2 separate regions of the Mus musculus genome follow, and region 2 is linked to region 1. Evidence: chromatin contacts called from public Hi-C data. All regions are on one chromosome and are shown on one strand. The core of a region is the stretch at or near the end of the contact, and the rest is flanking DNA. Distances in the headings are between cores, read along the strand shown.

The links. Hi-C and Micro-C count contacts between places; a contact is called where the count stands out from the background.
Region 2: a Hi-C map of regulatory T cells shows a contact between it and region 1, with 4 times the contacts expected there. The contact joins two enhancer-like sites. A contact is called at or near these places in 2 of 484 Hi-C or Micro-C datasets (adipose-derived mesenchymal stem cells and regulatory T cells) and 2 of 115 datasets of contacts at active chromatin or transcription factors (memory CD8 T cells and thymic regulatory T cells).

Annotation. Positions count from the first base shown.
Region 1 is chr2:173,448,489-173,456,386 of GRCm38.p6, reverse strand. No RefSeq gene overlaps it. Among named protein-coding and RNA genes, the nearest start is that of Gm14642, 58 kb to the right of the region's middle. Within about 2 kb of position 4,051, at least 125 of the 459 cell types and tissues checked have an H3K27ac peak or open chromatin away from gene starts, as enhancers often do. A contact at or near this core is called in memory CD8 T cells and regulatory T cells, where this site is marked.
Region 2 is chr2:174,335,461-174,343,358 of GRCm38.p6, reverse strand. It overlaps Gnas (GNAS (guanine nucleotide binding protein, alpha stimulating) complex locus), which reads right to left. Exons shown (of 12, transcript NM_010309.4): 3 at 6,568-6,612; 4 at 1,652-1,706; 5 at 1,430-1,549; 6 at 62-159. Among named protein-coding and RNA genes, the nearest start is that of Gm30189, 12 kb to the right of the region's middle. Within about 2 kb of position 4,213, at least 20 of the 459 cell types and tissues checked have an H3K27ac peak or open chromatin away from gene starts, as enhancers often do. A contact at or near this core is called in memory CD8 T cells and regulatory T cells, where this site is marked.

The DNA of each region.
Region 1 (7,898 bases), core at 2,802-5,301:
TTACGTGTATTTGTCTGTGTCTTGAGTGTGGATTCACGCACATGAGTGCAGTGTCTATGGAGGCCACAGGAGGGCGCCAGATCTTTTTGGAGCTGTGATGCAAACTCGAGTCCTCTGCGGGAGCAGTAAGTGCTCTTAATCTGGGCCATCTCTCCAGCCTCAGCTGCACTAGCTTTGCGATTATGTAACCGGTTATTTTAAGTTCACATCAGGACTTACTACTTACTTTATTTACCTCAGCTTATTCTATGAGCAAATTGTACAAACCAATAAAAAACACTGCAGTCTTAGGGCTGAACCTCCAGATCTCTTATAACCTAGGCGGTGAAGAGCCAGATGCAGAATACCCACTGATGAAGTGCCTGAGCCCCAGTCCTGCAGCAGCCACATCAGGCTTCGAGAGAAGGACAGGTCCCCGCCCTTGTGTGGCTGTGTGGAGAGAGGTGATGATGGGGCAGGGGTGGGGGGTGTCTGCAGCCGTAAGCCGGTCAGTTTCACAGAGGAGACTGGCGAGGGATGAACACTGTTTATTCTGTAGGAAGCAGCCAGAGGGCTAGCCTGGGCAGGAGCAGCAGGCTAGAAATTGGTCACCGAGTAGTTCTGACCGTAACAGACTCATCCGGGCTTAGAGATGTTGGTGGAACTGTTCAAGGGACACAGTAGTCAGATCCAAATCCAGGGGAAAATAGGGAGGGAAACACAGCTGAATTCAACGAAGCAAAACCCCAAACGCCATCAACAACAAAAGAGGGTGAACGGGAGCTCCGATGAGATATCGAGGTGCATCGGATGGAAGGCAGAGTCCTCTGCTCTGACTCTCAGAGAAAAGGTCCAGTGCTAACTCTCCATCAGGGACACACCCCAGAGCAAGAGGCGACAGAGGGTGAGCGGGGCGGTGAAGAAGAACACAGGCAGAACAGATATGCGCTTCTCTCAGTGAGCAGGATGCAGGATGAACATAAGCCACCGTCGAAATGTGCATTCAACCTTTGTCAAACCCACAAACCGTCAAGACGACATGGTGGCTGTGAACTTGGCCCTCTAACTATTTCTTGCAGGAGAAGGGCTCTAATGTGACGCTTCTTTGAAGCCACAGTGATAGCTGACAGCCTTTGATGTTCCTCTCAGACTTCACAGATCGAATAAGCAGGTGGTGTAATAAATGTCACTTAGTAAGGATGAATGCAAACACTTCAGAGGAGATGCCCCCATCCCTCGGTCCATAGGACGGCTTCTGCACGGAGCTTCATGCTTGGTTTGAGAGTGGGATACAACAAGCTACAACAAGCGGAAAACCTCCCTCGGAGGGGCTGAAACCAGGAGTTAAAGAAAAAGAGAAACCACACAATTTAAAATGGAGCTGGAGAGCTGGCTCAATGATGAGAGCACTGGCTGGTCTTACAGACGATCAGAGTTCAGTTCCCAGCACCCACATGGAGGCTCACAACTGCCTGTCAATCCAGTTCCAGGGAAGTCTAATGCCCTCTTCTGGCCTCTTTGGGCACTGCACTCTTGTGTACACACCCACATACAGACACACATTCATATCTATAAATGGATGCCCCCTCCAAGGGGCCTGTTTCAAAGCGCTCAGTGAGTCCTTCACCTCCAGTGTACCTTTTGGGATGCTACCCCCTCATCTTCATGCCAACCATTGTGAGCCAGGGCAACTGAGGTAGAAGCCCCTAGTTCTCTATGAGAATAGACATCTTTCTCCTGAGGCCAGATTGGACCCGTGATGCCACCAACTCACCTTGAATCTCAGATTTCTCGGAAAGAACAACAGGTGGGCTTAAACATGGATCAAGAAAGGAAACCATCAAAACTGGCCACAGCTGCTCGCGAGCCACATCTCCACCCCAGTCTCCCCGGAGCTGGTGGGCAGCAGCTTCCCTGGGAGCGGTGTGTGTTTGAATCCATCTAAGCTTTCTGAGTCACTGTTGGGATGGAGAGGAGGAAGGAATGACCCTCTGGGGAGCCCACAGTGGCAATTACTCCAGCCAGGGAGGATATGGTCACGGACTTCAGAGAGAAAGTCACAGGGCAGATTCTCTGCTAACGATGCCAGTATGGGTTGGTTAGGAAATGTCCCCCACGGCTTGTGTGTCTGAATGTTCGGTCCCCAAATGCTGAAGCCTCTCTAGGAAGCCTGTGGAAACCTTAGAGGGTGCAGCCTCACTGGAGAATGTGAACCACTTGGGGTCTGCACTGAGGGTCATAGGCCAGATATACTTCCTGTATGGCCTCTGCTTCCAGTTCCTCTAAGACGTGAGACAGAAGTCACAGCTGAGAGCTACGCAGTGTGTCAAAATAAACCTCTCTTCAAGTCCCTTATTGTTGCTGCTTGGCCACTGCGATGCAGGAAGAAACTAACACAGATGCTTCATGGAGGAACCCAGATCGTCACCCTTATGGTGTCTGTGTCTGTGGGCCTCACAGTACAAGATGGTCTGCACACACCAGAGTGCACCTTCACAGATGCGCTCCCTCAAGGCTACCTCCAGAGGGCGCTCTGCTCCACATCTCAGCCAGCACCGTTTTCCAGAGGCTGCACCCCCAGGCTGCTGAGTTCAGCTGCCAGGGACACCACTCTAGGCTACTCAGTAAAGCTGTATGTGTATTTCACCTATGCCGGGGACATCACCTTCAATACAGTGTGCATCATCTGGCTCTCACCTATGACGGTGCAGTGACTGTGTGAATTTTACCACAATTTAATTAACCTTTGTCTAATCGCTGGGTAGTTGCAGTAGGCAGTTTTAAAACAAATTCTCCTCAACAAGTTTTAGATCAAGGAGATAGCAAAACATTACATTTTAGCTTATTTGGGGTATCAATTTATGGCAACAGCAACATTTTAGAAGCAGCCAAAGCCACATTCAGAGGGAAAGCCGTGTCTTTAAATGTTCTGCATTGCGTGTGAAAAAGAACACACCAATCAGAGCATCTGGTAAGTCAAACAATGAATATCCAAACGGAGCAACGTAACGGATCAGGTGATAAGTGGCTGCATTGTCAGGGATTAAAACAAAACAGTCACTAAGGGAAATAGTCAAGTTGGAGGCAAAGAGTTGGGTATTTCAGGAGACAGAGGCAGTTGGATCTCTGAGCTCAAGGCCAGTCTGGTGGGTATCTGAATGTATGCACGGCCCTAATTTGCCAAAGATCTACATTAACATGTCCATGATTTGAGTCTCACTTTACAATGAGTTTGAACTAGTCTTCATACATTTCATTTCTTAAATTTCATTTGAGCTATATCAGACCCCCAACTAAATCTCTGCACCTACCCCATAGGCCTTGGCTCTCACACAAGCCCACACTGGGCCACACGAGGTCACAAAGGCTGTGGTTTCTTTCTCTGGTGTCACCTCCAGGACACGCAGATTTCTGCTGGCTGGCCCTGACCTGTGAAGGTTTACGAAAGCTCAAGGCTTGTATATAGTTTCCCCTGGGTTTTGGTACCAGAAATGAATGTGTTTTCAACACTAAACTTGGCCAGAATTAGACTTGTTGCCTGGGCCTTGCAACTTTTACTAAAATGGACTTGAGCTTACGTCCAGAGACTAAAGACAGAGCAATTCTCTGCTGCGGGATAAGAATGAAGACAAGCCACAGGCAAAGCCTCAAGCTTGATGGTCACCACACACACATTGAATCTCAGCACTTGAGAAGCGGAGGCAGGAGGATTACAAGTTCAAGGGTGGCCTTGGCTACGCAGGAAGATCTTGTCATGATAAAAAAGAAAACCTTTAAAAGGCAAAGTTAAATTTTAATCCGTGTCTATGTTCAAGATACTGTCGTTTCTGCATAATAGAATTATTGGCACGATGTTTTACAAGTGTGCATTTCATCCTTAACTGCGTATTTGAGTTTAGCTGTTTGCACTTCGTTGTGTGTGAGCCTTGGGTGTATTTGACTAAGTTTTCAATTTTAGAAATGTATAACCATACCCACGTCACTCCAGTTCCAGGAACTGCTTGTGTGTGAGAAAGCTGCTTCCTTCCCCCTTTCTTTCATCTTTAAGAGGGAGGACGGGGTGGGTGGCTGAAGACATGGCTTCACGGTTCAGAGCGGGCGCATCTATAAACTCAGGGTGACTCATGCCCGTGCTGTGCGGTAAACTGTGTTGATTTTTAACCACTGTAGCCATGGTGCTCCACGAGTCCACTCCAGAAACCGATCCCAAATATTTTCCTTATGCATCACATGATGCAAGCCAGCATTAAGCGCGACCTCAGCCTCTCGCTTCATTTTCCACAGAATCTAGATTACTCAACAGGAATAAAAACTCTCCTGTCTCGATGGAAATGAATTTCCTCTTTTAGCCGCAAGTCTCCCTCGAAGGAGTGGGTGACTCAAAACTACTTATGTCATGAGTTCAGGTCCTTAGTGTGTGAGCTGCAGTTTCTTTGTCAATTTAGTTCAAATATACTTGAGATGCTTATGGGGGACCTGGGAGAGGGCTCAGGGGGTAACGGTGCTTGCCAGACGACCATGAGGACCTGGGCACAGATTTCTCAACATTGGAGTAAAAAGCTGGGTTTGCCTGTAACCCTAACACCGTGTGGGGAGGAGACAATGGGGATTGAATCACGGAGCCTGGACAGTAGTCCAGCCAGGCCAGCCAGGAAAATGGCTGGCTCCAAGTTCAATGAGAGCCTTTGTCTCGAGGGAATAAGGTAGGGAGTGACAGAGGAAGATGCCAGATGCTTTCTTCTGGCCTCCTCATGCACACACAAACACACACACACACACACACACGCACACAGCACGCATGCACACACACACACAACATACACACGCCACAAGAATAAATAGAAAGTGTATAGAGCAGCGACCAACCCAAAGCTAAAGCAAAGTTGAGCTGAGCTGCCCACAGTAACTCCATTTTGTCTGAGTGCCTGTTACACTCACCCAGCTGCTCTCTCCAGCCCCAGGGAGCGCATCCTGATCATGGCTATGAGGCAGCTCACCAGCTTAAATGAACGGCTCATGTTGGCCTTGTATTTATGGTGGCCACTACTCTCCTCATGTGGGCATAAGAAAGTAAATTCGAAATTTTAGACCATCAATTGATCTTGGAGATTTCCAGAAACCTTCTAAATTTTATGGCCCATGGCCTCTGCTGGCTTACTTAAAAGATTTCCTACTTATTTTTGAAAAAAAATCTTTTAAAACCTTTTCTTTAAATTTGTAACAAAAATTTTAAAGCTGGCACGATAAAGACTCACCTCTCCCATCGTCTAAGACTATTCCCTTTCTGGGCAGGGATCCCCCACGCTCCTGCTAGCCGCACTGGGAAGCTGGTTTAGTGCCATTGCTAACACTTTCAACGGGACGAATGTTTCTGGCTTTAGTTGACTTCCCCCCCCCCCCCGGGACGGTTGGGAGGGAATTTATTTGGGAGTTCTCAGTATACTGGGTGGATGTGGATGTCTGTGCTGTTCACCGTGTGTCTTTAACTCAATGAATAAGAGAGGAACTTCATTTTTCTTTTCCCTAATAATACAAAACTGCCTTCCTTGTGTACGCTGTGGTCCTGGGTTTCCATCCCTGATCTGCGTTTCCATCAACACTTTGTTACACCCACAGAACTCCTCTATTGTGCATTTAAAACTTTGCCCGCACTCACTGTCAGGTCCTAAAGAAACAAGCCTAGCTCAGAGCCTGTGGTTCCTCCCAGAAGTTTCCATCCTGCCCCCTCCCTTCTCTAGCCCAGAGGCTAAGCTTCCCTCCCCTCCCCTCCCCTCCCCTCCCCTCCCCTCCCCTCTCCTCCCCTTCCCTTCCCTCAGCTCCTCTGATTCCCATAAAACTCAGCCATCTTGGCTGTACACTCTCTTGGTTCTCAGGTGCTCCCTTGGTCTCTTGGCTCCTCTCTTGGCCCTGGCAGGCTCTTTCTTGGCCCCTTGGTTCTCCTCTCCCTCTTGGCTCTTCTCTTCCTTTCTTGCCACCCTCCACTGCCCCCATCCCCATCATGACCATGATCCGGTTCGGCCTGGACCCTTCCAGATGCCTCTGGCTGTTCTTTCCCTCATAACTCCTCAGCTTGCCTAGGATTGGTCATGTTCCCGTTTCCAATCGCTGTTTAAGTGCTCTGTTGTTGTTGTTGTTGCTTAACCTACACCAGACAAGAAACAACTGAAGGGGGAAAGGGTTTGCTCTGATGTGCTTGTTTGAATGAGAATGGCTCCCTGCAGCTCATACAGTTGAATACTTGGTCTACAGTTGGTAGATCTGTTTGGTAAGGATTAGGAGGTGTGATCTTGTTGGAGGAGACATGTCACTAGGAACAGGCTTTGAGATTTTAAAAGACTTCCCATCATCCTCAGTCTCTCTGTCCCTGTCCCTGTCCCTGTGTCTGAGTCTGTCCCTGTGTCTGTGTCTGTATCTGTCCCTGTCCCATCCCTGTCCCTGTCTCCGTCTCTCTGCCTCCCCTTTGCAGATCAAGATGTGAGCTCCCATTGGAAGCACCTACTATGCTGGCCACTTGCTGCCACACTGTCTGCTGCGATAGATTATTAACCCTCTGAAACCATACCCCTAAGTAAGTGCCAATTTCTTCTATCTGCTTTGGTTACGGTGTCTTTTCACAGCAATAGAAAAGTAACTGCTTTCTGGAGGAATGTGCCCAGATTTGGAATTTTGGACTAGGTAAGCAGTCAAATGTTGTAAGCGAAGCTGAGAAAACAGTAGTGCTGAGAACCACGTGGACTACAGAGGCCTCACTCAGGAGGCTTCTGAGGGGAGTGATAGCACCTGGGCTAGAGACTTTGATGATATTTTTATGAAGTACCTGGAGAGAAAAACTCCTGAGAGAGACCTGAATATGTTAAATGGAGTCTTTATTAACGGCTGTCTGGTGGGACGGTCCCAAGCAGATTAGTGGGAAGCAGCCTCTCCAGTTGGTTCCAGATTTTAAGGGCAAACCCCGCAGTTGGGGAGCTTACAGAAAGGCAGCTGTGGACATCTGTAGCAAGCAAGCTTTGCTTACAGAGCAGAGAGACAGCAATTAAACGGCCAGACAGTTAACCTTTAGCTCAGGGTCACAGGGAATTTAGGGCTGGTCCAGAGGCCCATTTTATCCAAGATAGTTTTAGCACTTAAGAATACTTTCATAAGATAGCATAACTACAGTTCAGCAGTATACTGCAATAGCTTGGCAAAGAACGTGGCTTCTTCTTATCCTTGTCCTGAGAATCTGCCTGAGTCTGAATTGACCCGTGAGGGGATTTCAGAAGAGCCTGATAGTGACTCTGCTGCAGGATTATCAGTGATCATCATCGTGCTGGTTCACACAGAAAAGAGCAAGTGGGGTAAAAGAAGTTGAAAAAGTACAGTTTGAAGAGTAAAAAGTCTGACTCAAAATGGAAAATGGGAGTGGCCCCCTCAGAGCAAGGCCCCGCCCAGCTCAGCTCAGCCTCGAACTGGCAAAAAGAAAACTCTGGAACCTTCTGCTCCCAGACAACAAGGCAGGAAAGGTTTCCACAAATGTGACTCCAGGGCCCAGGCTCCATCTCAAACTGTGGTCAGAGTTGGCAGGGTCCTGTGCGTAGCCCGGGCTTTAAAGGGTCCGTGAATGAAGAAGTTGTGTGGTCATCCTTTGTGGTTTAGGAGAGCCCCTGAGGACAGGCTGTGGCCCCTGTAGCAGGGGACTCCCTTCATGGAGGCACAGAGAAGCCACTGCATGACGCTGTGAAAGTAAAACCTGGGTTGCATTGGTGGCCCTGAGACATTGAGATGTCAGTCAGAGCTGTGGCATGTTTGCCAGGGGAAGCTGCACACGGGGCGGGGAGCCAGCGTGAGAAAGAAGTGTGTGCAGTTAGCAAAGCTGGAAGGCAGAGCCCTCTAAGCCCTTTGACATTAGACAGGGAGGTACAAGATTTGGAGTTTGTTCT
Region 2 (7,898 bases), core at 2,964-5,463, 890 kb before region 1:
GTGGGTTTGTAGCTTCCTGGCTTCTGAGCTTCTGTTTTGCCATGGGGGGACAGCTACTTACTACTGGGCACAGTCAATCAGCTGGTACTCATTGGAGCGCTCGTAGCAGGCACGCACTCCCTCATCCTCCCACAGAGCCTTGGCATGCTCATAGAATTCCTGAAAGAGAACCCAGGAAAAACGTTGGCTGACAGACTGAGCTCAAACCAATCAGGGACCCCACCCCTGGAATTCTAAGGCCATCGCTCGCTATGTGAGTCCAAGTGTGAGCCCCCGGGTTAACCAGCGCTTGGAAAGAGCCTGCAGTTCTGTTAAACTCCCAGAAATCTATATAATGAATTAGCATGCTTTCATCTCTGGGGAGTGCTCACAGTCTTGGGTGGCTGCTTCTGTTAGTCTTGTGAGGGGTGGGAGCAAACCAAATGAGTAAACTCCCCCTAGAATTATGTGTACAGGAGGGATATGTACTACCCTGTGGGAGGGACATGGGCCAAGGTTAGAATATTGTCCAGATATCAGAGTAGCAGATGTCAATGACATCAGATGCATTGTGGGTAGGCTGCCATTTTGTCTCTGTGAATCATGGGAATCAGATGACTATAGAATCCATGCTGTGTTTCCCTGTTGGGAGGGTTGGTTTTTGTTGTTGCTGTTGCTGTTGTTCTTATTGTTTTAATCAACAGCTATTTTTTTTTTAATGTACCTGCCTGTACTAATTTTTCTCACAAGTTTGTAGCCAAAACCCATCTAAAAAACACAAACCCCACAAAAGCTTAAGAAGAGGCAGCAATGACTTCTTAACTTTAGACAAGTCTCTTCTTTTGGCTTTAAAAATCTTTGCTCCCCCCACGAAGGGTTAAAGTGTACATATGCTTGACGCAGGGCAGTTCTACCCTCTCTAAAAAAAGCTTTTAGAAAGCCAAGAGACCCTTGTCAAGAGGGTCAGGCTCCCGGCAAAGGGCTGATGAGAACAATTTTTTTCTTATAATGTTCCATTTTGTAATTTATGTTTAGATCTGAACATTGGAAGGTGCATATTTGTACTAGGCTGGATTAACTGGACAATTAGGACTTGTGTGCCATGTGTAACAAACATGTGGTTTTGTCTGTCCTCATGTGTATGAGGGGAATAATTGAGCTTGCCTTAGCTCAGGACCTCTCCTCCATAAAAAAAAACTCACTATCTGATAAATGGAGGACTAGGTTGAGGTCTAGAAAAGGTGATGGAACTTTGTTCATCCATTTTGGACAAAGCCCTAATCATGTCTTTATCATCCTTTAGTCTTAGGCATATGCCTGGAGTTAACTTATGCATTCACACGGCAGGTATGTGTCTGGTCACTCTGGCCTGATGCAAGTCTGGCCCTCGTGTTCCCACTGGGACTAAGGTGAGAGGGGCAGAGGAAACCAGGGTTAGGGTGGAGCTTACAGGTGGGAAGTCAAAGTTCGGCACGTTCATCACGCTCAGAATGTAGTCCACTCTGAACTGGTTCTCAGGGTTGGCCAGCTCCACAGGGGGCACCAGGTTGCTCATGGCGGCCACAATGGTCTGAAAACAGTTTAGCAAATTGGTCAGGCGTGGGGGTGGGGGGGGCAGCACCGTGGGGCGAGGGGCTTGCTAAAAGATAAGAGCAAGGAGCTAGACACATACTTCAATGGCCTCCTTCAGGTTGTTTTTGATGTCCTGCACTTTAGTGGCCTTCTCACTACAGTGGGATTGAAAGGAAAAAAAAAAGAAAATCATATTGCATCCTGCCCACCAGGGTGTTATCGTCATTGAGACACGTCAACTAAAAAGCATAGTATTCTGTTTTCCAAGGAATTGTGGGCTAGATCTATAGATTGAAGGCATCCAAATAAAAATAAATCATAATTTCCCAATCATGTCCTGAGGACAGGCCTGATAAGGCTGGGTTAGAGACATGGCATCGAGATCTTGATTAACTGGACCAGAAATTGCACCTGGTCTACTGTCCATTCCAACCACACCCTGCTGCTTCCTGCGTGGCTCTTGATTAGCACAGGGAGGGTTGTATGGAGGTAGGGTTAGTACATGCTGAACTTGGGATTCAGTAGTTTGTGAGACCCAGAGGTGACAAGTGTTTATTATTGATATTAGGGTTTTCCATTTCCATATTTGTAGATCTAATTATTTAAGTATCTATGCATCTGTCACCAGGGAGGGAAGATGTTGTTTGGGGTTCTGTGGCTCACAGCACTTTTGAACAGGCCCCCAGTTGTGGCTAGGAGTCCTGGGTCCCCACATTGTTGGTGGGCATTGGGTTCATGGATACTGGAGGAGGAGTTGGCTAGATGTTTGCTTATTTAAACCAGCCTCTGGGATAACTTCTGTGGCCTTTCTGGGATGATTTGTATGCAGTCAGAGTCAGCGATCCCACAGGTCACAGGTCACATCTTCTGGTTTTGGGGGTGGATGGTGTCCCCCCCAGAAGGAATGCTAATTTATGGAGGTTACAGTGGTTCAAAATGCTGTGTCTTTTAGGAGACAGCCTATATGCCAGGCACAGCCATAGAGAATCTCGAGCTTGTACTTAGGGGAGCAGCAAAGCCCCACTTCCCTGCTTGGAGCAGACTCCATTTTGTCTGAGCCTAATCTTCTGCATGGCCAATGGGGGATTAGAAGACCAGCATGCACTGCACCCTCAGGGTGAGGCCTGGTAGCACAGAACAGGGCATTGGAGAGGAACAGACCCTTTCTGATAAGGAAACTGAGGTAGAGGACTAGGTGGCAGTGACAGAGGTAGGGCAGAGGTGCTTTTACTGACATTAAATTGAAGTCACAAGATAGCGAAAGTTAAATCACGCCCCCTCCCCATGGAACAGGGTAGAAAATTAATTAGTAAAGTTGCAAGATGGGGACCAGAGGCTACTATAGCCAGGAGGGGTGGCAGGCAGGCCTCAGGTGGAGATCTGGGGGGCCATGTGCCTGACAGAGGTGTAGAGATCTTGGGGCATGTGGATACCTGCCAATAGGGTGGGGTTCTGGGGGGTCATGTGGATATCTGCCAATGGAGTGGGGGTCATGTGGATACCCACCAATGGGGTGGGGGTCTGGAGGATCATGTGGATATCTGCCAATGGAGTGGGGGTCTGGGGGTCATGTGGATACCCACCAATGGGGTGGGGGTCTGGAGGATCATGTGGATATCTGCCAATGGGGTGGAGGTCTGGGAGGCATGTGGATATCTGCCAATGGGGTGGGGTTCTGGGAGTCATGTGGATACCCACCAACGGGGTGAGGGCCTGGGGGTCATGTGGATATCTGCCAATGGGGTGGGGGTCTGAGGGATCATGTGGATATCTGCCAATGGGGTGGGGTCTGGGAGGCATGTAGATATCTGCTAATGGGGTGGGGTCTGGGAGGCATGTAGATCTCCTAATAGGGTAGGGGTCTGGGAGGCATGTGCATTCCTGCCAATGGGGTGGGGGTCTGGGGGTCATATGTATACCCACCAATGGGGTGGGAGTCCGTGAGGCCATGTGCATACCCACCAATAGGGTGGAGACTTGGGGGACATGGGGATACCTGCCAATAGAGTAGGGGTCTGGCATCATGTGGATACCCACCAAAGGGATGGGAATCTGGAGGTGCCCACCAATAGTGGTGATCTGGGGGTTTCTGGGGTACCCACCAAGAGTGGGGGTCTGGGGGTCATGTGCATGCCTGTAAGTTGGGTGGGGTTCTGGGGTCATGTGCATGCCTGCAAATTGGTTGGGGGTCTGAGGCCATGTGAGTGCCTGCCAATAGAGTGGGAATATGGGGGTCATGTTCATGCCCACCAATAGGACCACACCCAAAGAACCCATTCTTTCAACAAAGACTTATCATAGCTGATATTTGGGGCTTTCTTTCCATGCAGGCTTGTGTATTTTGGGAGGGGCCCTGTGTTCTGAATGATCTCACTATATATTTTTTATTGGTGTCCATCTCTTAGGTGAGGGCCTGCAAGGTTTAGAGGTTGGGGGTGTTCTCAACAGGAGGGAGGGGGCGAGAGCTCGGCTACCAGGATTTTGACATGGCCATGACAGTGGGAAAATCAGAGCCCAACCCCTGCAAGCTGCCTCTAGCTCCACACTGTAATTAGAGCAAGCCCACCACTCAGAACAGGAAAAGAAGGCAAGAGGAAACCCTGAGTCCCCATGGCCACTGCAGGCAGGAGGGGCTATCCTGGGGCTGGGGCAAGCACTCAGGATGTGGGATCTGTACACACCCAAAAGCTGCTTGGGGCCCACAGACTCTTAAAGCTCCAGGTACCACCCAGTGTTTTAGAGACACGGCGTGCCCACCCTCAGAGGGGCTGATTCTGTTACGGTGTGAGAGGGGCGGCGCACGTTGAAGCTCAGCTCTGAAGTTATGCATTTCTGAGTTGGTTTTAGACTCTGGGACTAGCTATAGATGTCGGAGTCTAGAAGCATGTGTTTGATGCCCCCAGTACTCTAATGGAGAGTTCAGAGGAGCCTCCCCTATCCTGCCTTGGGGCTAATCTACTCTGTTTTTAAAAAATGGCTTCCTGCCATTGGTACTGAGCCCCAGATGCCTGGTTTTAAGGCCCCATAACAAAAAGAAATGAGGCTAGCTGGGTATTAACTACCCCCGTCGACATACAGGTAGAAGGAAGCATTTCCCCAGGGAAGAGTCTCCATTCAGCTTGATATTTCGTTCTAAGTAGTAGTATGATAATTGGAAAGCTTCCAGTCTTAAAATACAGATATTCTGAGAACGTGTTCAGCATTCATCTACGTATGTGAATAGGTGTGGGAGTGTATCCAGTATAAAACAGCTAAAATAGAAAATCTAAAATCTAATTCGGGCGTGTAGTACTAAAACAAACCTCTTCATTGAAGAGATTACTATGTAGATGAAGCCATCTTGCTGGGGCCAGCAGGTTTATCCTCATTTGTAATACTGCTTAATGAATTTAACGTTGATTGTGAAATTCAGAGAAAATTCCTTAGATGTCTCTAAACTACTTAACAGAGGCAAGATGTGTGCCCGGTTTCGGGATTCTAACTGACTGGAAAGTTGGAGTGGGCGGTATCTATAGGATGATGCTCCCCTCCCCGCTCCCCCCCCCCAAAGTGTAAGGCAGATTAGTGGGGTTAGCATTTTGTTTAGTAGGTCCTGCCCCTCTCCTGTTAAGTGGTAAGGGAAGGCTATGTGATACCCATCCTCCTCCTCTCTACCCTATCTTTGTGCTTGTGGGGAAAAGACAGACAAAAGAGCAGACAGAAGACAGACGCAAGATACAGGGATTGCTGAAACATGCAGAGAGTTTTATTTATCAGGAGCGTTAATAGTTATTTTTACTTGTAGAGTCATAGGAAGAAAGACGTGCAGGTATTAGTAAGGTTGAAGGGGTTAGCACAGCACACAATATATAGGAGGCTCTCTCAGTAGGGGCTTGCCACACTTCTCGGATGCCAACTTTTGGTACAGTAGATTATCAATATATCGATGCCTTTTCTGATTGCTGTTCTACTATGCTGTTGCCAATTAAAGACTTCATCCCATCTTTCTGTTTTTAACTTACGCCTAAAGGTTAGGTTAGGGACCCCTCCCCCCTCCCCCACCCCCCCCCATCCCCAGGAAAACAGAATAGTATTCTTATTAGTAGTTTCCTAAGACCGGGCAATTCCAGCATGCAAATTGGGATAACTGGGGTAGGACATAGCGAAGATGGAGGACTGTAGCCATCATCTAGTGGGGGTAATAGACTCTAAAAGAAACAGATGAACAAACATGTGTCAGTCACTTTGTCCCCGACCCCCAGATCCTTTGACCCGCCCGTGCCCGGTCTCAGAAGTCATTCCTCGTCCATGTTCTAGGCTGGAAGCTGCTCTATGGATTGACATGAGAAACAGCCCCTGCATCCTGCATGCTAGTGAGCGCGAATGGAGCTGCATGGATGTCTGGCATGCGTGTGCGTATGTGTGTGGGCATGAGATGGTTGTGGGGATGAGAAAGCAAAATAATAAACAATGATAATGAGTGGGGTGCCGTCACAAATGCTCTTGTTCGCTGGGTAACGTAAAGTGCCTTGCATTAACAGTTAAATTTTTTTTTAAATAATTTCTAAGGCCAGAGGTTGTCAACGGCCTGCTGCCTAAGGGCTGCAGCATTAGGCATATTTTTTTTTAATTGAGGAAATAAGTTAAGATTATTTTTTTCCAAATAGGTCTGAAAACTTAAAGTCAGACTGACCATTGTGTGGGCAGAATTTAGCAGTTTTGAAAGGCAAGTCTGTTGGTTTAAATGGAGAACTGGGGGAAATAAAGACCATATGGGAAACATCGACTCAAAATCTTAAGTTCTCATCGGAAGCCGAAATGGCTAACCTTCCCCCGGCTGTATCTAGTTATTCTTAAAACCTTCTCTGTTTTGCACTTTACTTGTTGACACGTCATTTGCAAATGCACACCAAGATGGCTGATGGCCCTGGGATGATCTCTGCTTTGTTCCCCAGTCTGTGTCCTCAGTTTCCCCCGCTATGGTCTTCATGTTTGTTTTGTTTGTTAGAAGAGTTTTCTGTTTTTGAATGTGCCTACCCATCGCTGTTGCTCCTTGCAGCCTGCGGGTCCTCTTCGCCGCCCCTTTTAAAGAGAGATTGAAAGCTCACCTATCTGCAAGGCACTGCAATTTCATACAAAACCCACACAGTCTCTGCATCTTTAAACAGTCAGGTAAGAAAACCTGACAGTCCTGCGTACCATCCTCCCGGTTAATCCTTAGGTCGCTTTTCTGGCTAAATGGGGATGTCTACCGAGACTCCACACCTTCCTTCCTGCATTAGCAGGGCCCTCAGGAGACTCAGGCTGGAGACAGGAGGGACGGGTAATTGTTTTCCTCTGCTTTCGCTAAATGCACATGCACCAGGGAACAGAGACACAGACCTAACTCTTGAGAATAGGGCTCCTCAGAATCTTCTCCGTGTCCAATCCAAAGCACAAGTGGGACATTCCTATTCCTGACTTTTTTCTATGGTGGGGGGAGCTATGGACAGGGCATTGACACTCAGCCTTGAGATCGATTAGCTCAACCAATATTCATTTTTTTCTTCTGGCATTAAACTTCAGAAAGTTAGCTCTGTGTTAGGAAAATCTACTTTGCCCTCTGTATTTCTGAAGGTCAAATAAATATTATGTTCTACTCTCGAAAAATGTAGTGGTAGGCAGGCCATGGACAGTTAGGACACATTTAATAGCTCTGTCCAAGAACTGAGAGCGGGACTGAGGTGAGGGTCAGACGGAGCCGCTTTTACTGCTATACCACAGTGAGAGAACCATCGTTCGACTGGGTCAAAATAAGGAATCCAGCCCCCCATGGAGGCCTGAATATCACTTTCTCAGGCTAAATTTAACATCTTGGAGACCCACAAGGAAGGCAAACTGCGAAGGCTTCTTCCTCTTTTCAGAGAGAAAATAGAAATGAGAAGTCCTGGTTTAGAATCCTCCACCACATTAACACTCAGGGAAAACTAATATTAAAAAGTAAGATTTTAGGGAAATTTGTGAAGCAATTAAGCCTCAGGGATGACACGGCTCTCATCAGGTTAGACAATGGCTACCGCATTTTAAAAGCTGCTTAGCAGCCTCCTCCAGCTTTCACCACGAATATTTTTGAAGAAATATTTGCTTAACCAGCCTCATATTGAAGAGTCCCTCACACCTGGGGCAGGGTGTTATCTGGGTTCTTTTTTGTTGACTGACAGGTGCCAATCTCCTTGTATAGACTTCTTGAGAGAGGCATATCAGGAATCAATAGTTCCAGAATTTGTGTCTGATAGGCAACAATGAATTATTTAATAGATTATAGGTACAAAGTAGTAATTGAGTCAATCCTAAAGCCAGTGAGCTAGCCCCCCTCCCTTCTGCATATT